3 separate regions of the Gossypium hirsutum genome follow, and all the other regions are linked to region 2. The links are chromatin contacts, called in public Hi-C maps. All regions are on one chromosome and are shown on one strand. The core of a region is the stretch at or near the end of the contact, and the rest is flanking DNA. Distances in the headings are between cores, read along the strand shown.

Region 1 (4,142 bases), core at 1,125-3,624, 540 kb before region 2:
TAGCTGGTGAACATTTATGATGCCTTAAACTGAATATTCTACAGTGAAAAATCATTCATAGACAATGTAGCAGCTACATACTTCTGAAGAGGTGGTTCTCCAAGCTTCCACGAGGCATAAACTCATACGCCAACAGTCTCTGATCATCTTCAATGCAATAACCAATAAGCTTAACCAGGTTAGGATGTATGAGATCACCGAGATAATTCACTTCGGCCTGCCAAATTGATGATCCAAGGGACAACAAAGATTAAGTGTTTAGGAGAAACAGAAAGAAAAAGTCAGGCACTGATACGATATAACAAGGAGAAACGCTGAGGAAACGTGCAAACCAGCCATTCTTTATGTCCCTGGAGGCCATCATGGTTGAGTGTTTTAACAGCAACAGTAAGCCCAGTTCCTGGTTTTACTGGAGCAGTTCCATTTTCTTCAATCCATCCCTTGAAAACACATCCAAAACCACCTTCACCAAGAAGACTCTCAGGTCTGAAGTTTCTTGTTGCCAACTTTAGATCATTAAATGTGAACTTCCGTAACCGAGATGCAACTTTAAGCTCATCTTCAAGTTTGGACGTAGATGAACTACTTTCAGCATTGCTAGTGGTTGTGGATGAGACAACTGGAGCTGCCGGTTGATCTTTACTTGTATCATAGGCAGATTTGCTATCTGTTCATCAATGCACAAATTTAACACGTTAGAAGATAAAAACTATATAGAACTCCACGAGGAAAAACATAATGTAGGGGAAATCTGGGGTTGCACTGTGGGAACTCGAGTTGCCACAGACGGTCTAAATGCTGATAATATAATCCCTTTTTGAGTATAAATGATTGTAAAGCATCTTTGAGTTTCTCCATGCATTGGACATTATATCTTTTCTCATCAACAGCATCATTGGTGCCATTACTTCATCTATAACCTCTTCAAAAAATCATTTAAAATTAAGCGGCAACCACAATAGGTTTTTCTTCACATACACACTTTTCATTTGCTGCTATATCATGCATGAGAGTTCAGCAAACCACCTAATTAGTCAGTGGACAAACATATATTTAAAATTCTCCACTCAGCAACTGATTTGTTGCACTAAGAATGAAAGTTTTCAGTTTCCAAACCGAGTCATTCCACATATCAATACGGAAACCATGAATGCAAAACAGGTTAAAAATGTTATGACGAGAGAAAAATAAGAGTACAAGAGAAAATGGAACTAACAACTAGTAGAGCGAGTAAATGCTCACACAAGGTATGGTCAAATTCTTTGGTCTCCACACTATATCGCTATGTCCAAATTTGAAGATCACTCATGAGAACAAGGGTTTAAGAACAATATAGGAGAGTGATTTCCACATTTCATAATAGTTAAGTAGCTCAAGGTTGGAGTTAAACTTATTTGATTAAATAGGTTTCCAACATGTATTATGATTTTCTAAAGATGGTTAACTAGTTAAAATCTACTAATTAATCCCAATCATAACTAGAGAAAAATTCCATTGCGAGAAATTGGTAGTCCATAAGCTGGATGCAGCATCTTACAGGCTGCACCAAGCTAAAATAGCTTCTTAAACTAGCATCACAGCATTCGCATCAATAACTGATCATACAATGAACATATCATTTCATCCAGCAAAAGAAGCCAAAAAATAAAATAAAATAGAGAGAGCAACATTCAAAGTAACAAAAGGTAAACAAAAAAGGGGGGCAAGTTCTACAATCTAGGAGCAGAGTACAAGAAAAAAAAAAGGAATAACATCTAGCAAGAACAAAATGAAAAAAAATATACCATAATTGGTGCTGGTCCCACTAACAGAACTATCAACTTTGGATCTTGAAGAAATGCAGCTTCCAATGAATCTCAACTTAACCCAACACCCTGTTTCTTCCACAGCAGCTTCATCATCAAGATCTTCTTTTCCACTGTTTTTCTTCTTCTTCCTTTCCTTTGATTTGCACGTATCCCAAGACTTCACCTTTCCTTCCTGAAAACCTAATCCCATCTTCTCTCTTCTAACCCTAAAAATTTCTCATACCATCATTAGGGAAAAAGCAAAACAAAAACCCACCAAAACTGAAGGAACCCAAATTTTAAAAAATGTTAAATACCCAAAACCCTCACTTCAAAAAAAAAAAGTAAAAGGCTGGAAAAGCTAAAACAAGAGAAACCCAATTGTGGAAAGACGCAGATTAAAATTAAGCAGGGAAAATAGAGCCAAAAAAAAAGAGTAGGAATGTTTTATGGAATCTGGAAATGGTAAAGAGAAACAAGTTTGTTACTTTGTTTTTCCATTTTGGGTTCTTTATTTTAGGAGATGGAATTAATAAATCTCACTTGAAAGCAAGAAAATGTACTCTCTCTCTCTCAAAATGCTGAATAGACTTAAAAGCTTTTAAGTTTTGGGTAAATTATATATATAGTCACTCAACTATCAAAATTTTTCATTTTACGCACTCAAAATAAAAATTTATAATTTAAATGCTTACATTATATACATCGGTTATTTTGATTATTTCTGCTAAAATCACAAATGAAAAACTGATATAACACATAAACAATAATATAATAATAAATTTTACATTCAAATTTTATGTATTATATCGACTTACTTATAATTTTAAAAAATTAATACTCAAAATTTATAAATATTCTCAATTTAATCCTAATTTTAAATTTCTCACCTCCGTCCCTCTCCCCCTTCCCTTCCCCAATCAGACCTCCTCCACCATTGTTCCGTCCCGTCCCTCCTCCCCCCACCCCCACCACAGTCCCTCTCTACTGTGATGGAAACTCTCAAACCCGAAGGGAGGACGGCAGTGGTGGAAAGAGAAAGGAAAGATGAGCTTAAAACATCACCATTAACTCCCAACTCCGCAGCACATTGTTTTTGTTTGTAATATGTTGGGTTCCTTATGATTTCATGCTTGTTTTCCCTTTAGAAAAAATCCCACTAGGATTCCCTTAACGGTGTAGATTAAATGTTCAAACATATGATGGAATGAGAAAATACAGAATCCCACTATATCATCTCTGTTAAAACTCGGGAATCTCACCGTGTGTGTGTTAAAGATATTGCTATTTAAGCCTTTCACCTCTTTCTTTTACCCAAATCAAAAAGAACTTTAGTCATTGATCGTATAGCCGCACACTCGTTGACCTGCTTCCAGCTTCAAGATGCAAGGTTAAAAGTTGAAAGGCCATTCATTGTTGCAAAAACACAAATTCACTTTGCTTGGTTGCTTCTTCACCCTTGATTACTGCTCTGCAGGCCTTTACTTGGTTACTGGTATGCAGTAAATAAGAACGCGTAAAAACCTATGCTTTTCATGCTTCTTTGCAAATGATTACTGTTGTTGAACCGCAGTGTTCCTCTTCTATTATTGATCATTTGAGACTTTTGTGTTACTGGCATTTCATGGATTTGCATGCTACACCTCTCAATCTTAACCGCAAAACAATGAACAACCGAAATTACAACGTGGCTCAGCACTACTGAACTTGCAACAAGAAATAAGAAACATACAAATGGGTCAGTCCCTGAATTTTAGCCATCAAAGCTTGATTTCAGGAGCAGCAATGTCAGATGAATTTAAGTTTGGATTCCTATCCGATGGCTTATCGGTCTTTACAAACAAATGGTGGTAGGGGAGGTCCGGTGGGGGAGGGGGAGAGGGACGTGGTTGGGAGACTTTAAAATTGGGATCAAAATGAGAATATTTGTAAAATTTGAGGGTTAAAGTTTGAAATTATAACTAAATTGATATAATATGTAAAAGTTGAGGACTAAATTTATTATTATACTATTTTTAATTGTCACGTCACCTTACCATTTGTGATTTTAACGGGAGTAATCAAAATGACCAAACTATTTAACGTGAGTACTTAAATTACAAACTTTTTATTTTAAGTGTATAAAATGAAAAGTTTTGATAGTTAAGTGATTATATGTTTAATTTACCCTTATTGTTTTAATCTAGGGATGAGGAAATGGTTGTTCACCTTTAAATCTAAAATATGATGTAAAACTTAAAGAAATGCAAATCATATTGTATATTTTATTGGACAAATGACCAAAAAAAGCCTTTTTTTTTAATTACTGAAATGGGCCAATTATTTAATTATTTATCGGAATGGTCCATTTTTTGC
Region 2 (4,023 bases), core at 1,004-3,503:
TTTTGTTGTACTATTTTTGTTTCTTCATTTTTGCTGGAACACTATGGATGGAGATGTATTAAACACCCGTGCTTCATCGGATGTTTATCTATTAACGATCATTTTCTCAATGACCTTCTCTAGATGTAGCAACGTCCAGAGTGTGAATACTGCAACTAAAATATATGGAATTGAGGCGATGTCCGCTAGTATACGGGTCAGGATAATTACAACGAAGTAGGTAAGTACTCCGAGGATCGTACCCAAAAGAGGCGAGTACTAAATTAACCTTAACCTAAACGCAAAATCTAATTAGTACGTTAAATAAATCATATTACGAATATATATAAATAGAAGATTTTTAGGTTTTATAATAAAGAAGATAAAAATAACAAAAGTAAAGTGAACTTTCGGTGTATAAATTCTAACTTTATCAAATCTAAGTTTGAGTGATTAGTTCGTTTTGGTGATCATAACTAAATCCTATTTCGGGTTTTTACTCAATCAACTAGTCGCTACCCTAGCAAGACCTCTCTCGATCTTCCACTAAATTAACGAGTCAACAAGAATTACTTGACTTGTCTCTCAACCTCATAGTCTAGACCGGTTCGGAGATAAGGTGTTCACGGATAGGCCATACAAATTTTGGGTTAATTCCCACTTAAATGACTTCCTAGGGTCATCAAGCCTATGGTTTAAGTTCTTCCTCTCCTAAATAACTAATTCGCTAAGACAACCCTACATAAAAGTTAATAAATCACACCTCAACTCGCTAATCCCCCATAAAAGGATTAGTTCCTCTTGGATCTCATTAACACAATAAACTTGATAATCATATTTAGATTCTTATGCCTCCTAGGATTTCGCCTTGAGAAAGTTACTGAGTCAATGTTAAAGACTAAGTCTTCATGCATGTTTATTTCCAAGGAAATTAAAATTTCATGGCAAGTACTACATAAGACTAGAGAACATACAAGAATTTCATAACTCAAGATAACATAAAAATAACTTATATAAAATAAAAAATTATGCTTGCATTTGAACTAACTTATGAACAGAAATTTCCTCTGAACATTCATTTATTTCAGCAGACTCATGTGAAAAGATTAAAAAATACTTGAAAATTTTAAAAATTCCTGCAAATATTGCCTTACCCCCTCTTTAAACAGAAACAATGTCATCATTGTAAAAACAAAGTAATGAATGAAAACTAAACACCAGGTTAGGTTATAAGAAAAGAAATGTGAGTCATAAAGACTACTCATCATAATTGAAAATTCTGATTTCTTCATAGTATTTGAAGAAGTGGGCATAGGAATAGTCAATTCAAGATCAATACTTGGTTTAACTGGCTCATCAGAATTCAGCTCCACACTTGGTTCAGAGTTGTTTAGTGCTTTTATCGATTCAGGATTGCTCAGTTCTTCCTCAGATTTTGCTTCTTCTGTCTTATCAACTGAGTTAGCTTCCGATTCAGATTTATTTAACGACTCATCAGTTTTTGGTTTGGTTGGTTCACTCGACTCAATTGGGTTCAACTCATGGATATTCTCCACAACCTTTCAAGATCATGCCTTGTGATGCAACCTTGAACATACTGACCCTTCAAGTTTGCTTTTAATTTAACTTAGGCCCTTAAGTAAAATGAAGTAATCAATGATGGAAAGTAGGCACTTCCTACCTTTTTTCTAGCACAATCATGGATCTCATTGTGAATAATTTTTTCAACATTGATAGACTTTTCTGTCATAATTGCATACAACAAAAGCATTCGTTCCATCGAGATGGTAGAACTATGTGAGATAGGCATGAAGCTATATCGAACAAAGTAGAACCATACCTTTGCCAATGACTTTGATTGCACCAAAGCTATCGTTCCATTTCTTGTCGAACGTGCAACAGTCAAAGTCACAACAGTTAATATTATGATATATAAAACATAAATTCTAAAAGCTTTTTAAACAATTACTATGGATTATTTGTAAATTTTAATATTTATAAATCATATTCTAGATATTTAGAGAAGCAAGTTAACTGATAAAGGAATAAAGTTGCTTGAGATTGAATTCAAATTCTTACGCTTACAATGTAATATTTTTACCCCTAAACCAAGGGATTATAGACAAATATAAATGAATTTAGCTAAAATTTGAAACCTATATTTCAAATAAAAAAACTTAAATAACCATGAATTGCCCCATAAACATTTTGAGTTACACCAAAGCCCTAGCTGTTTTAAATAAATTCAATTTAAAAAACAAAAAGAAGAAGAAGAAGAAGAAGAAGTGAAAAACATAATAAAGGAGTTGGTTTCTACGGCCTTTATTTGTTCCTTTTAAAAGGGTCGTATAATGGGATCCGTTTAACGTAGAAGACTCAGAAAGGAAGAAAGCCTGATATTTCGCATTTAAGACCAAAAGTTAATCGGTAGCCCAACCAAATCGGACCTCGTTTCTCGGACCCCCTCCATCATGCAAAGCCATTAAACCAAACCTTTAAAATCTCCGGCGTACGCCCTCCCCTTCCTCCGCCTTCCATTATGGCTTTCTCTGCTTCTCCCCACTGCGCACCTCCCTTACATCGTTTCGGCCTTCGCCGCTTTCCGCCGCCACAGCCGCCGCTCGCTTTCATGCGCTGCCCTTTCTTCTCCTCCTCCTCTCGACCCGTTTACTTCTCCCCGGCTCCCACCCTGAGGATCATCGTCTCTGCCAATTCCAAGAAACCTTACTCCGGGAGATCCGCCGATTCGACGTCGGCCTCCGCCATTGATTTTCTCACATTGTGTCACAGTCTTAAGGTATAAATGAAAACATAAACTTTTGCCGTTCGTTCTGTTTCCTTCACGCTCTGTTTCGATTGAGTATAGTTTAATAGCTCAATTATCTGTTTAGATACCAAGTAAGAGTAAACAAACATGGTCGAAGAGTTACAAATAGAAATTTAAGCTTGGGTTTTACGTGGTAAATATTTGTAGAGCTGTGTTATCTTTGCTTGAGCCCCACCTTTGTATCCCTCTGTCTTCCATTTGAATCATTCAGGGAAGAAAAGACTATAGTTACTGATGACTTTGTTAATCCTATAGACCACAAAAAGGAAGGGTTGGATCAATCACGGGATAAAGGGTCCTGAATCAATTGCTGACCATATGTACCGCATGGCGTTGATGGCTTTGATCGCTGGTGACCTTCCTGGTGTGAATAGAGAAAGGTTCACTCTCATCATAACATATGATATATTTCAGGGCCCATGTTCTTCATTAAGTTATCAACTTCCAAGTTTGTCAATCTGATTTATGTATTTTCTTTTTTCTTTCATGGTAATTGATGGAAATGTTAGGAGGATGAGCTATTTCTTTTGTATTATTTTCTTTGAGCGGATTTAGCTTATAATAGAAGTTGGAGATGAGTTTATGTGATTTTTTATTCTTGCCTTTTCTTTCTTTTCAATTTTTTTTTTTTTTTTGCTTTATGCTTTTGTTGGATGTTATTTAGGGAAGCTTTATGTCTTTTATCCATTCAACTTTTGCAGGTGTATTAAGATTGCAATTGTCCATGATATTGCAGAAGGTACTCTCCTATGTCTGCATCTTCTATCATTATCATTAGTGTACGTCAAATTTGCAATAGCCATGCTATACGAGTACTTTTGTTGTTAAAATCAGTAATGGTACAGAAGTTGTTTTCCTCAAAAGAAGGAAAAGGTAAACCTATAAATTAGGTACAATAGATGTTCTACTGTGGTAATCTAAGATAATTGACAATGTTGAACTTTTAGAACCATCTTCTTGATTTTTCTTGCATGCATTTTTATGTGATGGGTTGATTTTTTTTTGGGAGGGGGGTGGGGTGGGGTGGGGGAGGTTGCATATTGAGCTACCGCATATCTGATGCTATATTTCAATGTACATCTGGCTTGCACAGAAACACACAAGATGCACTTATGGTTTGAGTTTTAGGTTGAGATTTTCAATTTTCACAGCTATTGTTGGAGATATAACACCATCATGTGGTGTTCCTAAAGAAGAAAAAAGCAGACGCGAGCAAG
Region 3 (4,102 bases), core at 335-2,834, 670 kb before region 2:
ATCATAATCAAACATTATAAGCACTGAACTGACTAACTAGGTAACCAATTAACCAAAATAAATCAGGAAGAGAACCCACACATTTACACAAGTTGGGACTCGAACCTATAATCTCAAAGTTTCTAAAGCGTCAATCTTGCCATTAAGCCAAGGCCTCATTGCAGGGATATAAAATATTTAAGCAGTTGCCAGCACAAACATAATGCAAGAGGAAGAGTTCAATTAGCAACTCTAGTATTCAATACACAGAGGGGTGTTTGAGGGTGAGTGGAAGAAAGGGAAGGATAGTACCTTTTTCCTTTAAAAGGATCATGGAAAAATTCACACGATTCCCTCAAGCCAAGGCTAATCAGAGTTCCAATTTCAGTAACTGACAATGAGAACACCTGGAGAGAAGCAAGCCAGTAATGGATGTATATCATGTCTCTAGAACGTATTCATCCTTCACAACAAAGATTTTACATTTGATCTACAGTAAACACAGAATGTGGAGACCAAAATTATGAATGTCCACATACATGCAAATCTGTGAAGTCTTTTTAACAAGATTTCGGAACAAAGATTCCTTTGTTCTATCTTAAAATTTGAACCATGCATTTCTCCAAATATTAGAAACACCATTATCTAAAATGTTAAATGCTTAGTTAGTTTCTTTTTTAAAACAGCATTAAATCAAAGCTTATTTAGCATAAGATAACCTGCTTCCTACTCCAATCATATTGTCTAACACCAGCTGCAGGTGCAAACTGTAGCAGCACAAAACCTTCCCTGGATATTTTAAATGCCCCAGACTGTAGATAAAACACATCCAAAGAAAATGAGCATACAAAACAAAGAAAGACCATCAAAATTTGCAAAATGAACTAAAAAAAGAAGAAGAGGAAACTATGAATGAAACGTACATCTAAAGGCACAAACTCAGGTGCCCTTGGCTCCACAGTCAGAGCAGCCTTCCCTTTGTAAATGGAATGACCTACATAAAACCTAGCCGGCAACCCTGCTGTCAAATAAAACACTTTCAACACTTGAAAAGAAAACACTGATAAAAAAGGGTACAAACACAAGGCTTTAGCTTTACCTAAGGATGATGGCGAAGTAGAAGAAGAAGAGTCATCAAACCTTTGTTTCTGATCGAAGTATTCAGATTGGCGGCATTTGAGAGAAAACTTGGAGGGTTTAGAGAGGGGATTAAATTTAAAGGAACGGGTTTGGGAGGAGTTGAGTGAAGAGAAAGATGGGAAAAGCTTGGGGTTGGAGATGGAGTTGAGGTTTAAGGTTTGGGGAGTGAGTGGAGGAGAAGATAAGAGTTGAAGTTGCAGCATTCTTTTCGGTTGGGTATTTTCTTTCCTTGGTTCTCTCTCTTCCCACCTATATTTGATTTAATATTTTCTTTTTAAGGTTGAAGATAAGAGTTGAAGTTTTCTTTTGAGTATTTTATCAAAAGAATCCTTTTCAAATGCTAAAAAATTTGATTTGTTTTGAGGTTTTAAATTTAAGTTTTGTGAGAATTTAGGTTTAAATCTTAAAAGATAAATATATGGGAAATTCTAAAACTTACTTGAAAATAACTTAATTGAGATGTCCTAGGATGGGAGGGTCTTACAAGTTCTTGCTTTAGAAAAAAAATTCTGTTTGGTTTTTTTTAAGGTAAATATACTATTAATCACTAAATTATGTTTAAATTTTTGTTTTGGTCACTTAATTAAAAATAGTTATAATTTAATCACTGAATTATTAAAAAATTTATTTAAGTCATTAGGGTGTTAAAATTGATCTTATATGACTTTTTCTATTTCATGAAATAGTTTTGAACATTATGAATTAACAAATCAAAATTTAAAGAACTTTTTTTTATTTTCGACCCTACCATTAAATTAACTTCTGAGATATATTTTTTTACTTGTTTATGAGTACTGATCAACAGTATTGATAGTTGAATCATCACTTAAAATTTACTGATATAATTTTTTTTAAAATTTAACAATTCAATAGCCTAAATTAAAATTATTAAATAATTTAGTGATTTAAATATTTTTAAATAATTTAATTATCAAATTATAATTTTTTTATATTGTTTTAAAACATACATATATAAAGTGTTGTGGGGTCGGGAGCTAGAGGCTTATCCTATGCCACACATCGTCTCATTTAGCCAACCACATGGTCTTCTTCAACATCACTTCTAAGTTGGGAAGCCCATTTTAACTTGATAGCTTTATTTCATCTTCTCTTTGGTATTCATACGCTCTCTCGAATCAACTTTTACATATGTAAATGTCTTCACTTTCTCCCTTCTTTCGACCTCTCCTTCCTCAATGGAGTTTCTTGGTTATTCTCAACTCCAACCCAAAGATTAGCCTCAAACCTTGTGTCTTTTCATCTTCATCTTCATCTTCATCTTCCTACAATAATGATTCAGTTCCTCTGCCTAAACAAATCCAAGTACTCTCTTCTTCTTTTTTCTACGGGGTTGCTCTTTTTGGTGCTTTTCCCTTCTTTTTTTTTTAATGTTATATTTTTCCTCTGTGGGTGGCAGACACAGTTGGGTTATGATCCTTCAGAGGAGCTATTTGGACTCTCGCCTGTTCCAAAACCAAGGTTTTTAGCACTCCTGCCTGCTCTAATGCTTTCAGTCTACATGCATTGCTTCTTTTGATTTGCTTTGAGAATCTTGATTTAGTATGTTGTCAATTGTAGCTTTTACATGCTTATTATTCTGCTTTACAATGGTGAGTAGGTTGAGTATGTTTTTTTGGAACTATTGCTCAAATGGCAGCTCCCTCCTGAATTCCCATTATATCTTGTTAAAAAAAAACTTTAACATTTTGCTGCTTTCACATTTCAGCTGACCTGTGAATGTTAGATTGAACTGACATCTTCAGTAACTTACTACTGAATTGATTTCACTTCAGCAGTGCCCTTCCAAAACCAAGATCCTGGTTCGGTCCCAATGGACAATACATCAGAGAGCTTCCTTGTCCAAGTTGCAGGGGGAGAGGTTATACTCCATGTTCCGAGTGCGGTATCGAAAGATCAAGATCAGATTGTTCCCAATGTAATGGAAAGGTACATGTTTGCATTCTTCAATGGACATAGGAACATGACATGTTATCATTATCATTATTATTATTAATATTATTATTATTAAGTACTTGATGGCACCCATCCTAGCCATTCACTTACTCATAATGGCAGGGTATAATGACTTGCCGTCAGTGCTTGGGAGATCGTGTGATATGGGAAGAGTCAATAGATGAGCAGCCATGGGAGAAAGCTCGTTCAATGTAATCTCCTTATTCTACTTTCTCTTTTATTCAACATTTAAGTCATTTTTCTCTACTTGATCCACATTTCTGCCTTTTCTCATGTGTATTCTCTTTGGTTTCCTTTTAGGGTGAATCTTATATAATGTCAAGTTGTTAAGTTAATTGCAGTATAGATGAAACTGTATGAGCCTTTTTGTATTAAAGATCATGGGAGTGCTTATCTAAAAATGTTCCTTTAATCTTGTCCAGTTCTCCACTCCGAGTAAAAGAGGATGATGAGGTAGACAATCTAGATTTGCAACTGGATGTGAAGAAAAAATCAAAGCGCGTTTACCAATCACCATCTCCTGAAGTTGGATTGAAGATCAGCCGATCACTAAAAGTTAGTTGGATGCTTGAATCTTGACTTCATCTTATTGTAATGATTTTAGGCCTTCGTTTTAGTCATTCATTTGTTTTAAAGGGATTTCCTCTTCAAGCTGCCATTATCTGTTGCCTTACGTATGAAGGCATTAGTGGGGCTTGATGGCAATGTAGGTGCCTTGGTGAACTTATCTGAAAGCTGCTTATTGCTTTCTTCTGAATATATATTTGAAGTTGGAGAAAGATGTACATTTTCATGAATTTAATCTTCTTTGTTTAGTTGGATGATTGCAGAGTCTAAATGCCAAAACAGGACTATTTAGTAAAAGAATGAAGATCATTCATCGTGATCCTATGCTTCAAGCTCAAAGGGTGGCTGCCATCAAGGTATATTTGAAAGTAGAAGAAGCATATACCAGTTTTTGAACTTGTGTTTTTCTTTTCTTAGAAGCAAAGTGATGCTTTTTGGTAGT

The links. Hi-C and Micro-C count contacts between places; a contact is called where the count stands out from the background.
Region 1: a Hi-C map of hypocotyl shows a contact between it and region 2, with 4 times the contacts expected there. The contact joins the promoter of LOC107919959 here to the promoter of LOC107920365 in region 2. A contact is called at or near these places in 7 of 34 Hi-C or Micro-C datasets (hypocotyl, leaf, petal and 1 more).
Region 3: a contact with region 2 is called in a Hi-C map of leaf, with 2.2 times the contacts expected there. The contact joins the promoter of LOC107920217 here to the promoter of LOC107920365 in region 2. A contact is called at or near these places in 3 of 34 Hi-C or Micro-C datasets (hypocotyl and leaf).

What each region holds. Positions count from the first base shown.
Region 1 is chrD13:10,773,154-10,777,295 of Gossypium_hirsutum_v2.1, forward strand. It overlaps LOC107919959 (probable serine/threonine-protein kinase PIX7), which reads right to left and starts at 2,375. Exons shown (of 6, transcript XM_016849411.2): 1 at 1,785-2,375; 2 at 333-667; 3 at 82-217. The coding sequence starts at 1,998.
Region 2 is chrD13:11,314,797-11,318,819 of Gossypium_hirsutum_v2.1, forward strand. It overlaps LOC107920365 (5'-deoxynucleotidase HDDC2), which reads left to right and starts at 2,254. Exons shown (of 8, transcript XM_016850046.2): 1 at 2,254-2,776; 2 at 3,062-3,186; 3 at 3,508-3,545; 4 at 3,958-4,023. The coding sequence starts at 2,519.
Region 3 is chrD13:10,647,832-10,651,933 of Gossypium_hirsutum_v2.1, forward strand. It overlaps LOC107920217 (single-stranded DNA-binding protein WHY1, chloroplastic), which reads right to left and starts at 1,585. Exons shown (of 7, transcript XM_016849793.2): 1 at 1,079-1,585; 2 at 903-1,000; 3 at 699-791; 4 at 292-386. The coding sequence starts at 1,322. LOC107918477 (zinc finger CCHC domain-containing protein 9) reads left to right here and starts at 2,118. Exons shown (of 8, transcript XM_016848049.2): 1 at 2,118-2,442; 2 at 2,537-2,598; 3 at 2,913-3,066; 4 at 3,196-3,284; 5 at 3,516-3,648; 6 at 3,924-4,016. The coding sequence starts at 2,275.